Regions from separate parts of the Oryctolagus cuniculus genome. Here region 1 is linked to region 2. A link is a contact called in public Micro-C data. All regions are on one chromosome and are shown on one strand. The core of a region is the stretch at or near the end of the contact, and the rest is flanking DNA. Distances in the headings are between cores, read along the strand shown.

Region 1 (7,363 bases), core at 1,947-4,446, 260 kb after region 2:
TCTAAGGAGTGACAATGATATTATGGTTATAAAAAAGGATGTCATTCTCAGAAGATATGTACCAAGGTATTTAGGAGTGAAGTCAAGAAAACTGCAAATATGGCAAGATGTTGACTAGTTCAGCAAACACAAATACATTAAGATAATAACAAGTGGTAAACATAGATGAAGTATGTGAGTAAATCACTATACTCCTAATTTACCTGTGTATCTGGAATTTTTACAATAAAAACTGGGAAGGTGGATCTCAGTTCAAATGTCACATCTACATTGAAGGCTATTTTGACTTCTTCAGTGGAATTATTTTTTCTATCTTTAGTACCCCCACAGGACTGTTAACTTTTCTATTTTAGCACTAAACAAATTTGTTAACTGCCCTATTGGTTTTTTTCCCCTAAATGAGGTGGAACTGGTCTAATCCCAGAACTTGGATTTTATCTGACACTTAACTAGGTATTCAATGTTTGTAATGTTAATGAAGTTATGGACACACCAAGGTGGCAAGCCAAAATTGAAATCCAGGTATTGTCTGTTTCACATTGTGCCTCAAAATCAATGCAATCCATCTAGGAGGAAAATCTATTAAATCATCTTATGTGACCATAATAGATACCCAATTCAGCATTCAAATTGATTTAAAACAAAACATAACAGCTCTCAAGCAGCCTCTCCCTTAAGTATCACAGCCATATTTTCATTTTAAATTCTTACACAGTTTCAACTAAAAAAATTGGAGAAGAAACATACCTGCTCTATATCCTTGGAACTGGAGGTCTGGTTTTCTCCCATGACTCCAGGCTGCTCATTTTCCCATGGTAACTTATTTTTTCCTTTTCCTGCACTTAATACCCTTCGGGTACAGATAGTTGGACTGTAAGATCCATAAAGCTGCATGCTATCCCTTGTGTTGTCACCACAGTGACAGTGTGCACTCTGAGTTCTGTTACCAGCCAAAAGCCAGTCTGTATCTGCTCCATGTGCCAAATGGCTTGACCTACCCTGGGCAGAAGATGGCATGAGCATTGCATATTCCACAAATCCCTGTTCTGTTAGCCTGGGTAAGGTTTTTCTAGCCAATCTGGCCTGCACAGCATTCATTACTCCATCACCATTATCTTGCAGTTCAACAGTATCCACAGCTTTAAAAAGGATGCTGGTTTTACCTGAGCCCATTGATGATGCCAGCACAGCAAAGGCTTCTAGAGCTGCCTGGCGTACCCTGCGTTTGCTATCTACAAGAGCTGGGGCTAGATCAAAAGACAGCTTGGGTAGGTCAAAATCCTCACTGGGATAAGTCAGGAGGGAGCAGATGCAAATGTTCACCACCTCCTCTCTTACTCTGGAATGCTTATGTTTGAGATGTTCCAGCAGTAAACAAAGCACCTGCTGAGGACCTACTTCCTTCATTAGCTTGAGGAAGATTTTCATGTATTCTTGCTTGATTACCAACTTATTGTCTGCCAGCACTTTGACAGAAGCTGCTATAACTGGTCCCAAGAATTGTTGTACCTGCTCTCCAAGGCGAGTAACTAGTATATGCAGGACCTGAAGTGTGCCATGGACCACTTTGAAGTTAGAATCGTCTAGCAAGTTATACAATAAGCTAATGAAACTAACAAGATTAGAATGAGGGGTAGAACTAGGGTTAAATTTTCCCAGCACCTGCTTTAATTCTTCAACAGCCTGAGTCCGGTTCTTATAGTCTTCCTGATCCAATAATCTTGAATGCAGCTCCTGAGGAATAATCCCAAATTTAAGATTGCTATTGGAAAGAGCCACCGCACAGGGAAGAGGCTCTTCGGGAAAACCAGACGCTTCAAGTTCCAAATAATAAGGAACCTGAGTTCCAAACTGGGTCTCCTGGCGGCGATTGTAGTGTCTCCTCAGAGCAGAGGGCAGGCGAGAGATATAGGACTGAAACCTCTCTTGGCCAAGTCGCTCCCCAATTTGTTGAAGTGCAGAGAAAGCTGTCTCCGATTCTTCTTCTATCTCCTGATCGCCAAGCTTTCGGGCTAGAGAGATGATTACCTCGGTGAGATCCAGGCCAAGCAACAAATCCTCAGGAGTAAGCAAGATCGGGAGCAATAGTGCCGTGGAAGCTCTAAGCCGAGTATCGGTACTTTCCAGTCCTTGCTGTATAAGCATTCTCAGCACCTGGCCAGAACTACGCTTCAGACATATGTGCAGGATCTGCAGCGCATCTTTCCGTAAGGCTGGATTCTCTTCTCGCAAGGAGACAACTAACTGAGGCAGAAGGGCCAGGCTAAAGGCCTCTTCCAGCTGGCCTGCCTCCCCTTGCCCCCGGAGAACGTCCGAGAGAAGTTGCAAGCAGAGCCGCTTCTCATCACTACCCCCTTCCACGAGCACCCGGCCCAGGGCCCTATACAATGCCTCCTTGCGTCTAGGGAAGCCAAGCCGGCCGCCCCGCCGCGGCAGAGCAGCTTGCAAAGCCTGTAAGGCCTCGGAAGGATCCGGGGCGGTGCGCAAGAGTTGAAGGAGCCGAGTCTCCTCTTCATCTCCCGCTGACAAACCACCTCCAGAGCTGGACCAGCTACTCGAGACCGCTTCCGCGGGCATCAAGAGGGTTGAGGCCAGAGGCAATGGTGTAGGGGGGCAGGAACCGTGGTCCCCAGCAGCTCCACGGCAGTAATAGTTTTTCTCTCCTCTCATGGCGCCCCCTATTCGACTATCATCAGTCTCTGAGGTGGAAGGACGACTGCGGCTCTGGAGGCGACCGGCACACGGGGTTGGAAGGGGCGGCAGCAGGAAGAGCGAGGAGGGCGCAGTCGCCATGGAGGGTCGTCAGGTGGCGCTGGCTGGAGGGAACCATTGCCGTCTCCCAGGGGCTCGATGGAGCCCAGCCTTTCAGTTCTTCTTCAAGCTCTAAGCTGCAGAGGATCAGAAGGAACAGCTTTAGCCAGGTGCCAGGCCGCCTCCGACTCCGGGAGGCAGCCTTTGGCAAAATGGCCCCCGCGTGAGCCCCAGACCCCACAGCCGCCACCGGGCGTAACCAGGGGCCCCACGTGACCAAACCGATCGCTTCCATGGTGATGCACCTAGCGCGGCTCCCCTGACCCCGGAAATCAAGTTACCGTGGTGGATGCTGGGTCTTGTAGTCCACGTCAGGTGTTATAGGCCGAAGGCTCCTGGAAGAGGAAGTCAGAACGCTGCGAACGTAGCTAGAGCGCCGAGGAGGACGGGTGGTGACAGAAGGAAGTGACGCTCTCCAAGCTCCGGGCGGAAGCTCCCCGCCCCACCCGTAAGAGTTGGGTTTGACCAGAGCCAAGAGAGGATCTTACCCGGGCTCCACTTGTCCACGGCTCCTCCTCCTGTCGCTGTCAGCGAGATTCCTGGGACTCAGGTATTTTCCTTTTGCTGTCCTCCCGCGGCGCGGGCTTTGGCAGAGTTTTGCCCGAGTGTCGCTGGTGCCAGAATGAGAGGTACGGGAATGAAGGGGAGCTGGCGGGGAAAGAGAGACGACATCTTCTTGTGCAGGGCTGGTGACCGCTGTAAATGCTTTTACTTCTCCACTACCCTGAGTGAGCGCGATGCTTTCATCCTGCCGCCCGCCTAACGGGACCGGCGGTCCGAACCAAGGCCCAGCTCACAGATCGGGTGCTCTTCTCCATTCCTGGTCCTTGGGGCCCTTACTCTCCCCGCCCTCCTCCCCTTGCCCTCTTTTCGTACTTCTCTTCACCTTCTAACGGAGGAGGGCAATGATTTTCTGTCACTTTCCCCTACGCCCGTCACTAAATTCTCTTTAAATGTACATCATCTGGAGCCGGGTCTGTTAGTCTCTGCAGCTAACCGCTCCCCTGTAGACGTTCCTCCGCGGGACTCAGACCTTCCCTCTACCCCGTCTCTGCCACCCGAGGCTCCCTGCAGGATTCTCACGGTCTCAGCAGCCGGTCGAGTCTCCAGGAGACGGAGGTTGCAAAGACGATTTCGGTTGCGGTGCAAGTTCATGGCATCGCGGTCCTAAGAGACTTCTGCTCCGTGGGTTTAGCAACGGTAGACGTTTGTTAAGGCGAACTGAGAATTTAGGCGGCGTTTTCTCAGTGAAACCTAAGCGGACACAGTTGAGTTGCAATGTCTAGTATGAGGCTGAATGATGTGGAGTATGAAATATAGCTGTCATTGTTGTTTTAATGGAATAATACAATTACTGTTGAATCATCCAATGAGGGAGGTCTTAGTTTTTATTTGAATAACTTCAAATGCAAGTATTCCTTCCCTGCTCCGCATGAGATGTCTTTTAAATACTTCTTTAAGTCTTGGAACGGTTGACTCACATGCCAAACCCCTTTATAAATAAAGTTGCTGGCTAGTGCAAGTTCAAAAATCTGAATTTTTCCTTAGAGCACAATTTGAACATCCTGGGTTTCTTTATTCTTGGGGAATAGAGCATTAATGTAAATGAGGCTGTGTAAATGTATATCCTATGTTTTGGTTTAAATTCTAGACAACTTGTTAGTTATTTTGATGTTTAAATGAATGTGTCCAAATTATTTCAGTAGGCCAAAATAAAGTTTATTTTATTTTTTTCTTCACATTTCATTTTAGCGACAGGATAAGGACAGGAAGTGAAAAAGAAAAGATGATTGTAATAGTTGTCAGTGGAAAAGAGTGTCCTCTTTATATTTCCTGCCTAAGAAGATCAAATGTATACTTTCACTTATGTATGTACAGACTTCAGGAAGGCAATTCGAACTAGAGAATGATGCGTAAGTTAGAATGCACACATTGGAATGCCAGTTTGTGTTGGAACAAATTACCGTTTCCAGTGATTGGAATTTTCAGGTTCCAAATCCAGTGCACTCTTCCTGTATCCAAGAACTTGGGAAGCCAGGTTAATAACTAGAGGTTATGTGGTAATCATGAAATCAGAGAAGAGAAACTTGGAAAATCTTGAATGATATTTCATCATCAACTCTATGGTAGAAGCTTAAGAATTACCCCTTCTCTCTATGAAGAATACTTTTTAAGGTACCTAGATTCTTAAATCCAGCCATTATCATATCCTTTCCCTATGAGCAAAGCTAGATGAGTATTGCTTTTGACCCTTCTTTTTCCTCTGGTCTCTGTATCACTGTATGTTATAGAGTGTAATTTATTTTATATCTGTTAGATTTTGTCATCTTGATGAAGACATGAAAAATACATTAGTCTTCATGATTTGATATTTTAAAAAATGCATCTTCGTTGGCATCACAGATTTTACTAATTATCTTTTAGGATTACATGTGGACATAAATCTCATCTATTGTATATTTTGTTTATTTCTATCACAAGAACAAAGTTTTTTTAAAAAAATATTATTCTTGGGGCCAGTGCTGTAGCACAGTAGGTCAACACCCTGGCCTGAAGCGCTGGCATCCCATATGGGTGCCCATTCATGACCTGGCTGCTCCACTTCCAATCCAGCTCTCTGTTATGTCCTAGGAAAGCAGTAGAAGATGGCCCCCCTGCACCCATGAGGGAGACCCAGAAAAAGCTCCTGGCTCCTGGCTTTAGATGGGCGCAGCTCCAGCTGTTGCGGCCTTCTGGGAAGTGAACCAGAGGATGGAAGATCTCTCTCTGTCTGCCTCTCCTCTCTCTGTGTAACTCCGACTTTCAAATAAATAAAAAATAAAAAAAATTATTCTTGAATTCTAAGGATCCCTGTGTACTAACTAGGAAATCTTTTATATTTAATTGTAGATATGTAGAGTACAAATTGTTATTCAAATTCTAGAATAGTGAAACACACTATTTTTTAAAAAGATTTTTTTATTTATTTGAAAGTCAGAGTTACACAGAGAGAGATCAGCACAGCTGATCAGCTGTGAGAGATCAGCACAGCGCCGACGAGCGAGAGTGTTAAAATTACAGGATAAATTTAGATTTTTCCATTATTAATCATTCATCCCTTTTATTATATATTATTTTATAGTATATTTCAGTCTATCCTTTTTGAGTTTTTATCTTGAATCTTTAGCTTTTGTTTGAGTCAAAATCTTATTTATTTATTTATTTATTTTTTGTACTGGCAGAGTTAGACAGTGAGAGAGACAGAGAGAAAGGTCTTCCTTCCATTGGTTCACCCCCCAAATGGCTGCTATGGCCAGAACTATGCTGATCTGAAACCAGGAGCCAGGTGCTTCTCCTGGTCTCCCATGCGGGTGCAGGGCCCAAGCACTTGGGCCATCCTCCACTGCACTCCCGGGCCACAGCAGAGAGCTGGACTGGAAGAGGAGCAACCAGGACAGAATCCGGTGCCCCAACCGGGACTAGAACCCGATGTGCTGGTGCTGCAGGCAGAAGATTAGCCTAGTGAGCCACGGCGCCTGCCAAGTCAAAACTTTAATGACACTATGAATTTAGCTTTATACATGTAGGATTAAGTAGGCTTTCTTTTTTATAGTTTATTTGAGAGACAAAGAAAGAAGGAGCTTCTGTCCACTGGTTCACTACCCAAATGCCTACAACATCTAGAGACCAGGACACCTGTGCTGGACCAGGCCAATTCCGGGAACTGAGAACTTAATCCAGGTTTCCTATGTGGGTGGCAGGGAGCCATCCTCATCCTCTGCTGCCTCTCCTTTCAGCATGTCTATTAGCAGGAAGCTGGAATTAGGAGTGAAGCTGGGACTCTAACCCAGGCACTCTGATATGGGATGCAGGCACACAAACAGCATCTTAACCACTATGCCAAACACCTGCCCCTAAAATAGGTTTCTTTGATTTATATGAGTGATATATTTTAATTTACTTAGCTCTGTGTCCCAAAGCCATTATATATTTATATATATATTTATATATATTATATATTTATGTCTTTAGTCAACCATAATTTGTAGCAAAAATCCAATTTTTATTGCATTTTAATCATTAATCTCTGTACATTATCAGTATTTTAACATCTGTTGTAAATAGTTTATTAGTGGACAGAAATTAGTTATGTGCCTTAGAGCTTTTACTGGATGTGTAGTAATTATTAGGGACTTGTTTTCTTCTGTGTTGTGATACAGTGATTCATGTTATGATAGGTTTCTAATTATACTTTTGTTTCTCCAGATATAATAAGACTCAATCTCAGGAAATGGAAATATACCAACTTGTTCCATTGGTTCACTGATAAAATTATAAACCATCATTATTAGTTCATTTCAACTTTGAAGAGAGTTGAGTTGTAGGAAAGAAATATATGGAAAGAGTACTTAATGCTAAATATTCTCCAAACTTCATAAATCACGCTTCTTACAAAAATATTTGAGTTCTTTTTTTTTAAGCAGTCTTCATTTCTCATTTATTTGTTCTGGTTGTAATCTATATTTACACTAGTGTGATAGCAGTTAATTGCCTCCCAACTGATTTAAGCACC
Region 2 (7,759 bases), core at 4,259-6,758:
TCTGAATGAGCATGTCCCAAATTGTACATCTCTTCCCTCTCTTATTCCCACTCTTATATTTAGCAGGGATCAATTTTCAGTTAAGTTTCAACACTTAAGAATAACTGTGTATTAATTACAGAGTTCAACCAATAATATTATTATTATATATTATTATTATATGTTATTAGTATTATATCAAATTATTAGAGAACATTGGAGAAACCCTGCAAGACATTGGCACCGGCAAAGTCTTCTTAGAAAAGACCCCGGAGGCACAGGCAGTCAAAGCCAAAATTAACTATTGGGATTGCATCAAATTGAGAAGTTTTTGTACTACAAAAGAAACAGTCAGGAAAGTGAAGAGGCAACCGACAGAATGGGAAAAAATATTTGCAAACTATGCAACTGATAAAGTATTAATAACCAGAATCCACAAAGAGATCAAGAAATTCCACAACAACAAAACGAACAAACCACTTAAGAGATGGGCCAAGGACCTCAATAGACATTTATCAAAAGAGGAAATCCAAATGGCCAACAGACACATGAAAAAATGTTCAAGATCACTAGCCATCAAGGAAATGCAAATCAAAACCACAATGAGGTTTCACCTCACCCTGGTTAGAATGGCTCACATTCAGAAATCTACCAACAACAGATGCTGGCGAGGATGTGGGGAAAAAGGCACACTAACCCACTGTTGGTGGGAATTCAAACTGGTAAAGCCACTATGGAAGTCAGTCTGGAGATTCCTCAGAAACCTGAATATAGCCCTACCATACAACCCAGCCATCCCACTCCTTGGAATTTACCCAAAGGAAATTAAATTGGCAAACAAAAAAGCAGTCTGCACCTTAATGTTTATTGCAGCTCAATTCACAATAGCTATGACCTGGAATCAACCTAAATGCCCATCAACAGTAGATTGGATAAAGAAATGATGGGATATGTACTCTATAGAATACTATACAGCACGGCCGGTGCCGCGGCTCACTAGGCTAATCCTCCACCTTGTGGTGCCGGCACACCGGGTTCTAGTCCCGGTCGGGGCACCGGATTCTGTCCTGGTTGCCCGCCTTCCAGGCCAGCTCTCTGCTGTGGCCAGGGAGAGCAGTGGAGGATGGCCCAAGTCCTTGGGCCCTGCACCCAATGGGAGACCAGGAGAAGCACCTGGCTCATGCCATCGGATCAGTGCGGTGCACTGGCCGCAGCGCGCCGGCCGCGGCGGCCATTGGAGGGTGAACCAACGGCAAAGGAAGACTTTTCTCTCTGTCTCTCTCTCTCACTGTCCACTTTGCCTGTCAAATAAATAAATAAAGAATACTATACAGCAGGAAAAAAAAATCCGGTCATTTGCAACAAAATTGAGGAATCTGGAAAACATCATGCTGAGTGAAATAAGCCAGTCCCAAAGGGACAAATATCATAGGTTCTCCCTGATCGGTGACAACTAACCGAGCACCAAAAAGGAAACCTGTTGAAGTGAAATGGACACTATGAGAAATGGTGATGAGATCAGCCCTTGCCCTGTTTTTTGTTTTGTTTTGTTTTTTGACAGACAGCGTGGACAGTGAGAGAGAGAGACAGAGAGAAAGGTCTTCCATTTGCCGTTGGTTCACCCTCCAATGGCCGCCGCAGCTGGCGTGCTGCAGCCAGTGCACCGCACTGATCCGAAGGCAGGAGCCAGGTGCTTCTCCTGGTCTCCCATGGGGTGCAGGGCCCAAGCACTTGGGCCATCCTCCACTGCATTCCTGGGCCACAGCAGAGAGCTGGCCTGGAAGAGGGCCAACCGGGACAGAATCCGGTGCCCCAACCCGGACTAGAACCCGATGCCCCAACCTGGACTAGAACCCGGTGTGCCGGCACCACAAGGTGGAGGATTAGCCTAGTGAGCCATGGCACCGGCTTCCTTGCCCTGAGACTGAGCACCAAAGGGGAAACTTGTTGAAGTGAAATGGACACTGTGAGAAACAGTGACTTGATCAGCTCTTCTCCTGACGGTTGATGTACAATGTAATACTTTATCCATTTTAGTATTTTTTTTGTTCTAGTACCATTGGTTGAACTCTGTAATTAACACACAATTGTTCTTAGGTGTTTAAATTTTAACTGAAAAGTGATCCTGTTAGGAATTTGGAAAACATTATGTTGAGTGAAATAAGCCAATCCCAAAGGGACAAATACCACTTGTTCTCCTTGATAGGTGACAACTAACTGAGCACCAAAAAGGAAACCTGTTAAAGTGAAATGAACACTATGAGAAATGGTGACTTGATCAGCCCTCACCCTGACTGTTGATGAGCAGCTTAATATGTTATACCTCTTAGTATTTTTTTGGTTTGTTCTACTTAATACTTTTGGTTGAATACTGTAATCAATACACAATTCTTCTTAAGTGCTGAAACTTAACTGAAAAGTGTTCGCTGTTAAATATAAGAGTGGGAATAAGAGAGGGAAGAGATGTGCAATTTGGGACATGCTCAAGCTGACTTGCCTCAAACGGTGGAGTTAGAAACATACCAGGGGATTCCAATTCAATCCCATCGAGGTGGCATGTACCAATGCCATCTCACTAGTCCCAGTGATCAATTTCTGCTCACAATTGATCGTAATGATAGGACTAAGAACCAAAGGGATCACATAAACAAGAATAGTGTCTGCAAATACTAGCTGATAGAATAAAAAAGGGAGAGAATGATCCAACATGGGAAGTGAGATACACAGCAGACCCATAGAATGGCAGATGTCCTAAACAGCACTCTGGCCTCAGAATCAGCCCTTAAGGCATGCGGATCCGGCTGAAATGCCCATGAGAGTATTTCAGGCATGGAAAGCCAAGACACTCTGGGGGGAAAAAAAAACCTAAATGAAAGATCTCTGCGAGTGAGATCCCAGTGGAAAGAATGGGTCATCAAAGAAGGAGGTACCTTTCTCTGAAGGGAGGAGAGAACTTCCACTTTGACCATGGCCTTGTCTAAAAATTATCAGAGTCAGTGAACTCAGGGGGCTTCCACAGCCTTGGCAACTCATGACAAGAGCCTAGAGTGATTACTGATGCCATAAACAAGAGTGTCAATTTGTTAAGTCAACAACAGGAGTCACTGTGCACTTACTCCTCATGTAGGATCTTTGTCCTTAGTGTGCTGTACATTGAGATTTAATGCTATAACTAGTACTCAAACAGTATTTTTCACTTTATGTTTCTGTGTGGGAGCAAACTGTTGAAATCTTTACTTAATGTATGCTAAACTGATCTTCTGTATATAAAGAGAATAGAAAATAAAAAAAAAAAACAACTACTCTTAGGTGTTTAATTAATGCTATAACTAGTACTCAAATAGTATTTTACACTTTGTGTTTCTATGTGGGTGTAAACTGTTGAAATCTTTACTTAATATATGCTAAATTGATCTTCTGTATATAAAGATAATTGAAAATTAATCTTGATGTGAATAGAAGGGGAGAGGGAGTGGGAGAGAGGAGTGTTGTGGGTGGGAGGGAAGTTATGGGGGGGGAAGCTATTGTAATCCATAAGCTGTACTTTGGAAATTTATGTTCATTAAATAAAATAAAATATAAAAAAGTCAAAAAAAAAAAAACAACGTAATACATGGTTACATTTGACAAGAGTAGTAGGGGCCCATGCCACGGCTCACTTGGTTAATCCTCCACCTGCAGCGCCAGCATCCCATAAGGGCGCCAATTCTAGTCCTGGTTGCTCCTCTTCCAGTCCAGCTCTCTGCTGCGGCCCAGGAGGGCAGTGGAGGAGGGCCCAAGTGCTTGGGCCTCTGTACCTGGGTGGGAGACCAGGGAGAAGCACCTGGCTCCTGGCATTTGGGGTGGTGAACCTTTCTCTGTCTCTCTCATTGTCTATAGCTCTTCCTGTCAAATAATAAAAAAAAAAAAAAGTAGGATTCCTCTACCTTGGCACCATTGACATTTTAGCCTAGATGCCTTCTAGGATGTTAGTGGCATTACTGTCTATCCACCATACGCAAGTGACACTCTCCCTAGTTGTGATCATGTCTCCAGACATTGCCTTATTGTCCCCTAATGGGATAAAATGATATCTGGATAAGAATCATAGGCCTTGAAGAAATAGCACTTTTCTAATCTCCCCCAAAGCATCATAAGATCAGTTAGTAGTTCCAGAACTTACCATGGTCCTGTGAATATTCCTCAGGCTAAGCAGTCCCAGATGACAACTTCCACACAATATGAGGTTTCTAGTCCCTTTCCTCCTATGTCTGTTTTCTGGACTCTACTTGGGTATGCATGTGTTTTCATGAGTCATGGAATAGTACAGATTATTCCAGACTATGAACTAGAAGAAGCTCTTTCTTCCAAGCAAGGCAGCATGTTGGTGGTCCAACGAACATTATTTCTTTGCCTCTACCCCTTCTCATAGTATTTTTTTTTAAATCTACGAATGGTTTTATCCAATTTTTTTTGGAAAGTTAAGTCATCCTTATGTAAATTTCTGCTGTTGTACACCCTGGAGTACATTGGATATTTGCTACTTCTCATATTAGAAGTAGCCAATTTAAAAAATAAAAATCCGCAATCCCTGGGTGTCTACCTTTAATATTTCAGGGTCTTTATCTAAACGTGTGAGCCATGGCTACCTCTATCATGACGCATAAAAATCTCTCACACCTCACTCTTCAGATGCTTTGGAAGTTGAACGTTTAACTCCTCCAAGTCCCCATCCACTACAAAGTCTGTTTTATAAATGCGGCTTAACATAAAAGGGTCTGTTTTTTTCTAAACATGTCCAGTATTTTCTCATTATGGTGAACAGGCAATTCCACTTTATCCATGTAGATTTGTTTCCCTTCTTTGCATTAATCTGTTTTACATTTGTTTTGGATTCTGAACATACTCGGTGTGCACAACATTTAGTAGATATATAATTAAGGAAAGGGGATTCTAATAGTCACTTGAAAAGAAAAAACGTCTAACACAACCTTTTTGGTCCAGTACTAACAGGAATATTCGAGAGAGGACTCTGGGAATTGAAGAAGCAGCTCTCCTGTCTCAAATGCCGACTAGGGAAAACCAGGAGTGGATTCTGGGAGACAGGACGCGAGGTTTAGGGATGAAAACACTTGTTAGTGTCCCAGCTTCCCCGTCCCCGGGCCAAGACTCAAAGGCGGCGCAGGTCACAGGGCTGCCGGCGCCGGCGCTGGCTGCACAGGTATTCCGCGGTTCTTAAGGCTGAGCTCAGCCTAAGGACAACTGTCACAAACTGCACCGCAATCTAGATTTGTCCAGAGTAACGCGTTTAGAATTCGAAATAATTATAAATTAGAAACGGGGTGGGGGGGGATGAACCCTTCTGGCGGGAATACCTGACACTAAATAACGGTGTGTGAAAGGGCATTTAGCTTGTTCTCCTCAAATAGACGGCTTACTGAGAAAAGCATTCAACAAATCTTGCCCCAGAACGCTACGAGCGGAAAACAGACGGCCACTAATAAGCCCCACTTATAGGCGCGACGGGTGGTAGCCGGGACGGGCCAAACTTGGTGATCGTACTTGCGCCGAAGCTCGCCGGCGGCGTCTGACGAGCGCCTTCCGGACGCAAAGCATTATGGGAGGCGCGGCGGCCTGCGTGGTGGGGGCGCGCCCTGTGGAGACACAACGAACTCTGAGGGGAGTGACGCGCCCACTGCAGTGGCAGCTTGGGGGTCACACGCTTTTTGTGGTCATCGGGCGTTGTCCACGCGGCGCAGGGGCTGCCCTCAGTTTTCTCGAGTCCCCTTGAAACGCACGGTGACGCATTTCCTGAGCGTGCCAATCCCGGGCTGACGGGAGGGCGGGCTCTTCAAATTTGAATTCCCAGACTTGTAAGTGCTGGGGAACCTCGCAGCGTTTGTGAGCGACTCCTGAGGCCCGGCTGCGGCGGACGGCGGTCGTCGTGGGCCTGAGGCGCGAGCCCGTGGGCGTGGAGCTCGCCTGCGCACGTAGCCGAACCGGGACTGCTGTGGCCTCGCCTACCCGGCCCGCCCGCCAAGGTACCACCTCTCCGCCCCGCTCCCCTCGCCCCGCGTTCCGGATCCCTGCGGCCTGCGCGCGTCGCCCGGCTTTGCTATTCGCGGCCCTTCCCAGCCTCTGTTGACTGAGGCAGTGGTTTGTCCGCGGCGCGTTCACCCGTGAGTGGGTGCTGCGTGTCCGCTGCAGCTGTCAAGGCAGTAGAACACTCAGGTTACAGCGGTGGACACTCTAGGTCTGCGTTCTAGAAATCGCCTCTGGGAAAAAATAATTTGAGTTGGAATGATTACTGGGCAGGCAATTTGTTTGTGTCAGTGCCCGGCTCTTCACCTTGGGATCCACGACCCCCAGGGCTGTAGGAACTATCGACCCATCCGACTTAGGTGTTTTTCTGAGGAAACTTTATGCTAGTTGCACAGGTTTTCAGTTGTTAATTTATTTAGAAAATGGAAGGTCCGTCTAGAGATCAGCAATGTTTATAGTTTGATGTACTTCCAGATTTTTTTTTCTGTGCTTATACTCATAAGTTGTGTGCTTTATATGACTTTTTACAGACATATAGTTATACCTGATCTCTTCTGTTTTAACTTTTGGTAGTTTCTATGTCAGTATATATAAAATATTTTCGTATATAATATTGAATATATATGTTGAATTATGTTGATATAGAACTTCTTTCCCCTGATTAGCGGACATTCAGTTTTCTAATCTCCCCAGTTCTCTCGATAGCCTATGTTGCCTATTAGTTAAGCACTTGGGCTCTGTAATCGCATAGACTTGGTTCCTCCTCTTCCTCACTTACTGTGAAGTGTCAACTTGGGCAGGTAACTTTACCAGACTAAACAATAATGGCATCTATTAAAAGAGTTGCTTTAAGATTATATAGCAGCTAACAGGTAGTAAATACTATTTTTATCATTCTGGTAAGTAAAAGAAAGCTCCCTGTTTGAATTTTACATCTGTATTTTTTAGTTAATTGGGTGTGGTTTGATTCACTTATCAGCCTTTTGTATTAATCGCCTTTTATATCCTTTAGTCATTTTATGGATTAATAATTTTAATAAACTGATTAATTGTATATTTATTAGCTCTTACGTTCTGCATTTTTTTTTCAAGTGTTATATTTGTCTGTTAACTTTAAATTCTCAGTTTCCTCAACTCCATCTCCCAGTTTTGGTTTGTGTTCTCTGGCATTTTTTATTTTGTATTCCATTATAGAAATTGTTATTATCATTGCTAATGTGATAAATTCCTGAAAACTTTGTGTCTTTTTGGGAGAAAGAGTAATAGTTACATTATCGTATACATGATAACAATTTTTTAGCCTTGGTTCTGTTTACATATTTCCTATAAGACTATCTACCCTTTCATGCTGTGATTTTCTTATTCCTGGATCTTTACTGCTAAATAAGTGGCAGTTTTTCCTTAGTCATCAGCATTTGTCAGTTTTCAGAACAAGATGAAAGGACTCAATTTTCTCAACAGCTGTAAGAAGTTAATGAAAGCAGAACATTTTAGAATTTATCTATTCTACTCCAAAAAGAGTCTATTTAGAAGGAGCTGATTTTTTATTAGTTACGTTCATCTGTTAAACCAAGCCTTCAGGACAAACTGTTCTTTCCTCCACTTGAAGGGTGCTAATTATTATGATTGTTGTTATTTTCTGAAGAGGGATTTTTTTAAAAAAAGGTTTATTTATTTGAAAGGCACAGTTGAGGGGGAGGTGGGATAGCTTCTGTACACTGGTTCGCTCCCCCAGATGGCTGAAGCCAGGAGCCTTGAA

Evidence for each region. A called contact is a pair of places that touch in the nucleus more often than the background predicts.
Region 1: a Micro-C map of ear pinna shows a contact between it and region 2, with 9 times the contacts expected there. The contact joins the promoter of TOGARAM1 here to the promoter of MIS18BP1 in region 2. A contact is called at or near these places in 3 of 6 Hi-C or Micro-C datasets (ear pinna, psoas muscle and an unstated tissue).

The regions. Positions count from the first base shown.
Region 1 is chr12:30,933,896-30,941,258 of mOryCun1.1, forward strand. It overlaps TOGARAM1 (TOG array regulator of axonemal microtubules 1), which reads right to left and starts at 3,197. Exons shown (of 21, transcript XM_070053706.1): 1 at 3,093-3,197; 2 at 748-2,888. The coding sequence starts at 2,793. It overlaps KLHL28 (kelch like family member 28), which reads left to right and starts at 3,106. Exons shown (of 5, transcript XM_008269539.4): 1 at 3,106-3,361.
Region 2 is chr12:30,673,896-30,681,654 of mOryCun1.1, forward strand. MIS18BP1 (MIS18 binding protein 1) reads left to right here and starts at 5,509. Exons shown (of 17, transcript XM_002717974.5): 1 at 5,509-5,999. LOC138844623 (a long non-coding RNA gene) reads right to left here and starts at 5,547. Exons shown (of 3, transcript XR_011380734.1): 1 at 4,142-5,547.